Linked DNA regions of Mus musculus: region 2 is linked to region 1. The links are chromatin contacts, called in public promoter capture Hi-C maps. All regions are on one chromosome and are shown on one strand. The core of a region is the stretch at or near the end of the contact, and the rest is flanking DNA. Distances in the headings are between cores, read along the strand shown.

Evidence for each region. Promoter capture Hi-C pulls out the DNA fragments that hold promoters and counts their contacts.
Region 2: a promoter capture Hi-C map of embryonic stem cells shows a contact between it and region 1, with 5 times the contacts expected there. The contact joins the promoter of Crb2 here to the promoter of Lhx6 in region 1. A contact is called at or near these places in 1 of 39 promoter capture datasets (embryonic stem cells), 2 of 484 Hi-C or Micro-C datasets (both in embryonic stem cells) and 2 of 115 datasets of contacts at active chromatin or transcription factors (embryonic stem cells and stem cell-derived neural progenitor cells).

Annotation. Positions count from the first base shown.
Region 1 is chr2:36,101,272-36,106,211 of GRCm38.p6, forward strand. It overlaps Lhx6 (LIM homeobox protein 6), which reads right to left and starts at 2,789. Exons shown (of 9, transcript NM_001083126.1): 1 at 2,623-2,789; 2 at 2,075-2,257; 3 at 1,587-1,708. The coding sequence starts at 2,691.
Region 2 is chr2:37,773,856-37,778,795 of GRCm38.p6, forward strand. Crb2 (crumbs family member 2) reads left to right here and starts at 2,394. Exons shown (of 13, transcript NM_001163566.1): 1 at 2,394-2,591. The coding sequence starts at 2,486.

The sequences.
Region 1 (4,940 bases), core at 1,539-4,038:
TTTCAGCATTCACATGTAAGACCTATACTCTCAACACTCACAACAGAAATAGAAAGACATGGTTTTTTTTTTTTTTCTATAAAAGAACATAGCCACTGTCCATGTGCCTTGTTCCTGCTCCGTAACACATCCTTGCCACTGCAGATTCCAAACCATATAGACACACATGCTCTTTGATCACAGAGTCCTAGGATCGGCAGGCAGAGTACCCTATCCCCATGACATGAAGAGCTTGCCTCCTAACCATGCTTCTCCTGGTTTCCTAGGTTCTAACTCACTTCTTCCTAGGTTCACAGAGTTCTTTCTAGGGCCCTGGAGCTTCAAAGAGCATGAGTGAGGATCACCACACACACATTCCCTGACTCAAAAGTTTTCTGGGGCTGAGGTCTTCTCCGGAAGACTGAGTCACAACTTCTCTCCAAGAAGTGTGTGTGTGTGTGTGTGTGTGTGTGTGTGTGTGTGTGTGTGTGTGTGTGTAGAAATGTATACCACAGGGTAACTTTCTCCACTTCCGGAGAAAGCATTTAGAAGAAGGCATTGCTTCTTTCTCTGAAGAACCAATTCTACACCATTCTCCTGCAGACTCTCGGCTTCCTGCCTAGGTCTGGCAGATCATTCACAGAGGCCCCTAGGCACTGCCTTGACCTAGACCCCATGACCGGGTCAGCAGGCGTCTGCTGCGTGGCTAGAAGCTAGGCTCCTGCAAGATATTGAGCGGCTAGGGACAGGCAGAACCATGAAACCAGGGAAGATAGCTTGTGAGCTACGGTGAACAGGATTTACAATTTATGCACCGCGGCGCAGAGTATATACAGCCCAGTGAGTGAAATGCAACACGACTCTCCGAGAGCCAGTCCTGGAGGCCCAAAGTTAGAACCTAGACCTAGGCAGAGCTGAAGCCTGGGCAGAAACGGTGTCCCAGCAGTGGAAGGAACGGGAGCCTGGGGTCAAGGCGTGACTCCAGATTTAAACAGCGACCACCGCAAGAGTCGAGGCGAAGGCATTGATCGATGTTGGTGCTTAGGACTAAGCACTAGGATCTGAGCTAGGGCTGGAGTCAGATGTGGCGTTGGCACTTGGGGCTGGAGCAGATCTGAGCCCAAAATTGAAAGCAGAGCGAAGCTAGAAGGAGAGTCCCGAGCCTAGTTCAGGATCCCTCCCAGGACAGGCTACGTACGGCACAACTGGAGCTCAAGTTGGAACCAGAGCTGAGCTTACTAGAGATGGAACGGGATGGTTACCGGGATCCGAATGATCCGGGCCAGAGCCTCGGACATCAGAGCTCAACAGAACACACTGGTGCTCGGGGCCAGAAAAGACCAGAGATGGAACCAGACCCGTGGCCAGCGCCTGTCAGATCGGAGGAACCCGAGGCAGATCCCCCGCCAGAACTCAGGCTGAGACTGGCGCTCCCTTCTGTGTAAGACGTGCTGAGTAGGAGGGCCGGGCCAGTGCGCTGAGCCGCGTTGTGCACTCTGAACAGCAGGGCTCAGGAATTGGAGAGCACAGGCCACACAAGTGGCCTAGGCACGCGTGTGCAAGGCGTTCATGCTCCAGCGCTTGCTGGCGGGATGGCCGCTGCCTACCTGAAGTAGTCCATCTTGCAGTAGATCTCCTTGTTCTTGATGTAGCAGCTATTCTGCTGCCTCAGCGATGTGCGACACACGGAGCACTCGAGGCACCGCACGTGCCAGATGAGGTTGTTGACCTGGGGAGGGGGCAGAGGTGGGGGTCGGCTTGGCGCGGGCCTCTTTCACGCCCGCCCCCAGCCTCCCCAGCCTCATTTGCAGAGACAGAGAGACACTGAAGCTCAGAAGGGGCGTATGGCTTCCCTACTTTTCTTCTATAATACAGAGAGGCTCAAGGAAATTGAGATACAGCCTTGCATTCTCTTGTTGGAACCGGGGCAAAAGGAGACCTCCTGTTTGGGAACACTTGCCCAAAGCTGCGCGATCGGTTAGCGGTTGGATTGGGAGGCCGAGGAAAATGGACCTGGCAAGGTCATTGCTTCCCTACAGCTCTTGGGGCTGCAAACCACACCCGTGGGCAAGCAGGCACACCTACCCTGACTCACCTTGAGCAGATACCGGTCCAGGATCTCCAGACCGCAACTGGAGCAGATATTCTTGCCGGCAGACGGCACGGAAGAGGCAGCAGAGGGCGGCGAGCAGACAGACGGTGTGCTGGGCGTACATGGGGAGGCTCTACCTTCGTCCTTGTCCAGAGCGCCTGCCAAGGCCTCTGCGTCTGACTGAGCCTGAAATGGGAGAGAGGAACAGCGAAGCGCTTAGCCGAGTACTCAGAGTTGAATCTGGTTTCCTCGCGCACCGACTGACACCGAAATGTGCCAGGGATGTCGCGCCCTAGGCTGGAGTACAAGAATGAAAGGACCTATTGGAGAAGAAGGGACGGCCCCCAACTTTTAACACAGCGCATCCTGGGTGCAGGAAGCAGCCAAAGCTCACATTCCAGGCCAGAAAAACCAAGGCTCAACGAGAGGCGGCTCCTATCGGCAGTTTTCCAGCGCAGGGGTAGAGGTTGGTAGCCGGAAGGCTGAGCCAGAAGCCCTGGCCTGTGCTGTTGGGGGGACTCGGGGCCGAAAGCAGGACCGAAAGGACTCACCATGGCAGGCGGAGCGGTCCCTTCGAGACAGCGGGTGGTCGCTTTGCAGCCGGACCCTGGCTGGGCCATCACCTGGGGGAGGGGGAGGGAATGCAGGCGACGGCGGCTGCTGAACTGGCTCGGAGCTGTCAGAGCCCAGCGCCTCCCCTCGCCTGTTATATAAACCGGCGCTGAACAATGAGTCCTAACTTTGTAGTGGGCATTTAAAGCCCTTCCCCACAAAAGCGGTGTCTCTCTAATGAAGCAATTTGAATTTGGATTGGGTTTTTTTCCCTCTCTCTCCCCCTCTCCCTGCACTTAACCCGTGGCTCTTGAAGTAATCGCTTAGTTCCTTTGCAATCCAAGCCTCTGAGGGGGAAAAAAAACACGCGCACACACACAAACTACCTGCAATTAGAAATTGTCGTGAATGCCCAAGATAAGAGGTAGCCAGAGTGTCAATTCCAACTGTCAATCAGTGAGATCCATCAGGCCGCCCAAAGAATTGCAAATTTGATTTTTTAATGGTAGTAATTAAAAATCGAATTTTTTTCTCCCTCCGCCCCCTCCCTTCTCCTACTCTCGGTACAAAATGCAAAAAGGAGAAAAGAGAGAAAGAAAGAAAATAAAAAGGAGATGGGGGTGGTGGTGGTGGTAGTGGTGGTGGTGGTTGAGAAAATAAAACCCAGAGCGCTAGGAGCATCCGCCCGCTCGACGCGCGCCGGGAAATTGAAGCGGGGATATTGACACCGATTCAAACGCCTTTGGAGGGCCAGTTCAAGGGAAGCCCCAAGCCAAAGAGGGCGAGATCGGCGAGTGAAATGAGGCCAAAAAGAGAAAAGAGAGGCCTCTTGGAGGAGGAAAGAGAACCCTCCAGACTCTTGGAGCTCCCGGGACCGGCCCCTCATCGAGATCCTCAGCGTTGCGCCGGCACAACCTCTGGCGCATCGGCGCTATCAGCGTCTATTCAGACGGACAATACTGGCCTCGCCTCCTCTTGATTCGCCTATGTCTTTGCTAAATCGCTTTTTGAGAAATTCCTCCAACATTTGCATAATGTGTTCCCGCTTTCCGCGACCCCCCACCCCCGCCTGCCCGCTCGCACGCTCACACACTTGCAGACACACTCTCCCGGGCTCACTCAGCACCCCTCCTTCCTGCTGCCGCCCGCCACCCGACCCGGCCCGGTTGAATCCCGGCTCCCGCTGGCCCCAGGATCCCCGACGCTCACCCACTCGCCTGCTTGCTCACCTGGTCGGTGGTGGGGCCGCCCTCCGCCGGCAACCGGCAGCCCTCGGGCAGCGCCGGGGCGGCGCTCTCATGCTTCCAGTACATGGGCCCGGGAGCGGGAGGGCTCGGTGGGCGCGCAGTGCGAAGAGAGGCGCAGAGTGGGGCCTCGGGCGTCCTGGGGGCAGAGGCTGCTGGGAGAGCTGGAGAACCGAGGCTCCGGCCCCGCCGCCCCGGGCCCAGCCCCAGCTCCCCGCCCCCGGCCTGAGCGCAGTCCTGGCCTCCCTGGCTGCCAGCACCACTGCCTCTGAAGAAGGTCCCGACAAACTTGGAGAGGTCCCTGCAGCTGCTTCTGCGGCTGCCGCCTCCTCCTCCTCTTCCTCCTCCTCCTCTTCCTCCTCCTGTTCTCCCTCCTCGTTGTCCTCCTCCCCTTCCAGCTGCGGCGACGACCGCCCTGCCGCTGGAGCCCCGCTCCGTTCAAGATGAGTCATGCGTGACCAATCCCCTCCCCGCTAAGAAGAGCGAGACACTCCAAAGGAGGCAGAGACTCAGAGACATACACACACAGAGAGACACACTGAAACTAGGCGCTACAGGGAGACTCTTGGAACATGCTAACATACAAAGACACTGGCGGGGCACATATCCTCACAGCTCCTTCTGCCGCCCCTCCCTCAAGGGCACCCACTGCCGCCCTCACACAACGTTAATAGGTGCGAGAGGAATCCGTGGTCAGCCCATCTACAAGGCTGGATTCCACATGAAGCCACGTTCTGTTGATGTAGTGCTGAGCCTGGTATATTTGTGTCGCAAATGGTCACCTGCTCACACCAATCCTTCAGGTCCTAGACTTCGACACACCCCTCAAACTCCTGCAAAAATATCCCTGCTTCATGACAACCGGAGCTTGCACCAGCTTCTAAAGGCTGAACAGGGCTGGGGGCAGGGGAGCCTGTGCTAGTGAGAGTGGGAGGGTAGGTCCCTTGGTTCTTTTGGAATGAATTACTTGGGACATCCACTTCCACTTCAAGATTTACCTAATCATACTTTCTACGTACTATAGGACTCTAAGGATGATGAGAGTTAGGGAAAGGCAAAGACCCAGACATTTA
Region 2 (4,940 bases), core at 1,144-3,643, 1.7 Mb after region 1:
GAAACCAAATAAAACAAAACCAAACAAAAGAATAAGGAGTATTTCCCATAGTTGTTATTACACATAGAAAGTGCTAGAAATACAACCACCACACAAAATGCAGAAAGATGGCTTCTTGTCCCTATCGTTCTTTGGGGAAATTATATATACCTACCACAGAAGTACTCAGGCATTTGAATTGTGACAGGACACACTCCTTATCTTGTGGCCTTGAAAGCTGTCTGCCACATTCCAGGATTCTATGGGTAGAAGCAAATTTCTTATTTCATTATGTTCCCCAGTGTAGCCAATAAATTTATTTCCAATTTGAAATCCATATAGCTTAAAATTACTTTCTCATTTTTAATTTAACTAGCACTTGCTTGGCTGTTTCAAACACTTTAATCCTTAAACACAGTTTATCCATAAGACAGTTCCACCTAGCTGGAGAAACCCTGTCTCAAAAAGCCCTAAATAAATAAATAAATAAATAAACAAATGAAAAAAAAAAAAGACAGTTCCACCTAGTGAGGGCTATTATTTTTTCTTTCTTTCTTTCTTTCTTTCTTTCTTTCTTTCTTTCTTTCTTTCTTTCTTTCTTTCTTTCCTCCTCCTCCTCCTCCTCCTCCTCCTCCTCCTCCTCCTCCTCCTCCTCCTCCTTCTCCTCCTCCTCCACCTTTTTTTAACTTGGAAGTTAATGAGGCTCAGAGACATTAAGAGACTTAGTGACTTACAGAGCTGGAAAGTGGATGCTGGGGATTTGAATTGGTATCTATGCCCTCACCACTGTATTCCTCTCTGATGTGTTAGTTCTACCAAGTCAACCACTAGCAGTCAGTTCCATGCTCTCAGATGTATCCCTGAATTCCTTGACCTCCTATGACAATCCAAGCTCCAGGCGCGCTCTGTCCACTGCATTCTTCAAAGGACCACCAGGTGGCAGCTTCGGGATTAGTGCTTGGGGGTGGGCTCCTGGGTGAACCAGTCCCTGTCTGTTGCCTGGCTCCTCTTCACAGCCCACTCCCCTGTCTCCCATCCCTGTAGCTACCCCCCAGGGTCCTGCTATTTAATATTCTTGGCGCCATTCATATTCCTGGAGCAAAGCACAACTGCCCTGTAAAGTCTCACGAGGCTGGAGCTGTTACTCCTATTTTACAGATGACAGACACAATAGACTGAGAGCGAGTAAACTCCGTGTCATTCAGGCATGTTAGGTGCCTATATGTTTAGCTGTGCTCCCCCAAGAGTGGAGCATGACTTCCTCAAGATTAGCGATGGGAGTTCCAGGTCAAGAGACAACTGGAGTGGGTGTCCCAGAAAACAGGGCAGGCCTCTAATTCTGGAGAGGCTACAGGGCTGGTTAGCCAGGCCTATGGTTTCAGTCTCTTCCTGAGCTCTGGGGACCCAGGGGAACCAGCAGCCCTCTGGCTGGCTACCGATACCCTGTGATGCTCATTGTCTCACCTGATGTTTCTCCAAGGACATGCCATAGCCCCCAATTGCTACTTTGCCAGACACAGCAGAGTCCAGAGCCTTCAGGGACAGAATCCACCATCACTGACCTGGGCCAGACATTGTCATCTGCCAGGGGCTCATTTCAAGAAGGTAGTTCCCTTTAAAATAAGATGCTGCCCCACTTGGGGCAGCAGGCCATGGAAGAAGAGATGCTTTTTTATGTGCCAGTGTGTTTTGAGATGATGAGAACTCCTGGCTCCACCCAGTGCAACATGTGACTGTGAGGTTAGACAAAGAGAAGGACTTTTCAGGAAGAAGGGTGGGAACAGCATCGGAGCACTATTTTCGGTAGAGCAGCCACTCAGCGGAAAGGTCCGCCTTGGACAGCAGGGACATTTCTAAAGTTGCAAACACCAGAGACAAAGATCAAGGGCAAATGGGGAGACGAAAGGGCTCCGTTTGGCTGGTGAGGGGGTGGGAAGGATAGAAGGGAGTCAGGGGGCACGTGCTCTGGGGCCCAGTTACTACCTTACTGATAGTCACAAGAACAGGATCTGTGTGGCTGGGTAGGACCTAGTGGGCAGCGAGGACAGGAGCCCCTGTGATAGGAGGGGAGGAGCCTTGTTATCTCAGGTGTGGAAGGGGCAGGTTAAGTGAGGACGGATGGGAGCGCTTCTGAGCTCAAGCAAGGCAGGCCTGAAACTGCGGGGTAGTCGGACAAGCCCCAGGAATCTTGGCTGGCCCCATGGACTGGACCGCCTGGCAAGAGGGCTTGTGCACTGAGACCCAGGGTCAGGCCCAGGGCCTTGCCTGGATGGAGCTGAGGCCTCCGAAGGGGCTGGTGTTTGTGAGGAGCGGTGGGTCAGACCCTCCGGGAGGATCCTGTCCGGGGAGGAGCAGTGGGAGGCGGGGCGGAGGGGGAGGGCTGGAGGAGGGGCCGGGCCTCTGTCCACCTCGTCAGTGCTGGTTGGAGGGACGCAGGGGCGCGGAGCCCGCCGAGCAGAGGGTTCCCGCAGGCAGGCAGGCAGGCAGGCAGGCAGAGCCGGCTGCCATGGCGCTGGTGGGGCCTAGGATTTGGGGCCCTAGACGAGATATTTACCCCCTGTTGCTGCTACTGCTACTGCTGCTGCTGCTGCTGCTGCCTTGGGTCCCGGCTGGTGAGTGTGGCTGGGCCTGGGGGTGAGCGTGGCTGGGCTGGCCTGAGAGAATGGTGATGCTAGAGGCAAGAGTGTCCCGGGCCCTAGACAGTGTGGGGACAGTGCGGGTGTCTTGGGACTCACTTGGAGAGCTCGGAGTGTTCTGGAGGCTTCAGACTGAGGAGTCTATGCGGTGGGGCCAGGAGGATGAGGGCTGGTGTGGTCTGTAGAAGCCAGTCTGGGAGAGCTGGTGTGGTGTGGCGTAGTGTGTTGAGGGAAAAGCTGGGAATCTTGGTGTGAGGAGCCACTTAGGGAAAGCGTGCCGGGATAGATGGAAATGCGTGAATTGGAGAAGTTTCAGCAAACTCAGGCAATCTCCATAGAGTCTGCCGGAGTCACGTGTTGACCTGGGATGCAGGTGACATGTAAAGTTGCCCGGTGGGTGGACGTTCTGTTTGAGGGGATTGATTGTTGAGAGTTGTGTCCTCGCTGAACTAGCTGTAAGTTGTCCGGCATGTTCAACTGGCCTTTCCTGGCAACGGGAGGTGTGGGTGTGGGTGGGGCTAGATTAAGATAGGGGAGGGGGAAGAGAACCAGGGTTAGGGGAGAGCTTGCCCTCATTGCTCCCTTCTATGGGTCCTCTGCCAGCACTTGAGGGGCAACCGGTAGAGCTGTTCCGGGTCTTTGGAATGGCTAGGGATTCGGGATCATACGTGTGTGTCCCTGCAGCAGGTTTCTGGCATTCCTCAACTATGCTGGAAGGGCTCCCTGAAGCCAGCCCAGGCAGCCAGTACATTGGCTTTGTCCAAGTGCATTCAACACTGAGCCTGGAATTCCTACTGGGGGGTCTGGAGGACGCTTTGGCTTGGTCACTATAGTTACGAGGGCAGTAGGGAGGGCCCGGCTTCCCCTGCAATAGGTGAACCCCACCAGTGGCATTCCCCCTGCCTGCCTACAAAGCCGTTATTGCCTCTTCTCTGTGGAAAGGGGGAGGATGAGGACCCTGGGTACAGCGAGGACCTGTTTTAGGGAGGAAACCAAATGAAGGTTGAGGAGGGAAGGGACCTAGAAGAAGCTGGTACCTGAGGCAAATGAGGGTGGAGAAACCAGGCAACTCCAGGCTGTCTGTACATTAGGGCGTGAGGTTCTGGGCTGTGCACTTTGGATCTGTTCCACATGCAGTACACAGATGCCCATGGCAGCTGCACAGATGTGTGGCAGGGACTAGGGTACATACTACAACAGGACAGGTGTCCACAGGCACATGCCAGGTCTCCCCTGTGAGCTCACTGGTGAACTTGCTAATGAACCTACTGTGTATCATCATATACATAGCACATGGCTGCATTCACCCACTAGGTACACACCAGCAGGCCTGCATTGACTTATATGCACTTACACACATATGGTCTGTGAGATTGGCAAACAGTGGTGTATATTTCCCCAGAACTCCAACAGGCTCTCAGGGGCCATTGCCCCGGGAATTCTGTGTGCAGAGTCCATCTCTGGGGATCCCTGAAGCTAGAGTTGGGGGCTCTACAAGCACGATTACCCAGAGCTGACTGAGCAAAGGGCGGTGCTAGGGACTTTGTGACTTGAAAGCTAATTTCCATCCCAGAGGAGATGAAAGTTCTGGACCAGACCCGATGCCCTCCCTGCCAGGCTCTGAGCTGGGCCCCTCCATCCCAGCCACTCCACAGCAGAGGATTGCTGGTTGCTATGGAGAGGATAAGGCATCTTGGACTACAATGGAACATGTCGAGTTGTTCCCACCCCCACCCCTTCCCTGAACACCCAGGGAGTGCAGTGCACAAAGGGGCAGCCAGTCTTCCCCAAACCTGGCCCCTCCTCCAACTTAAGAGGTGGGGCGGTAGGAGAGCAACAGGGACTCTGTATACTTCTAAATAATGTGGGGTCTGCTGGCTACTGGGCTCCAGGGAAGGTTTGCTGATGCGTGATCCACTGTGTAGAGAGATTTTAACCCTCCCGGCATCCAGGGAAGCTGGCTTTCTACCTCTCTGTTTACAGAACAGTTAGGCAAAGTCCAGAGAAGATCCCAACTTGTTTAAGGTCACAAGAGCAGCATGCTGCAGCAGGGCCTGGACCACAGCAGGAGTGGTACTCTAGGTGGTTGGTTACAGCTCTTCCTTGTACCTCTGTTAAATGAGTCATCATTCGTTCCAAGGATTGTTTCCAGACTAAATGCACCAGTGATCTGAATCCGTAATGTAGGGGATGGGCAGGACCCCCTCAACCTCACGGAGACTGTATTGTTGTGTATTATTATTATTATTATTATTATTAGTGTGAGTGCGTGTGAGCATTTGCGCACACACAAACCCAAGTGTGGAGGCCAGAGGGACTGTGGAG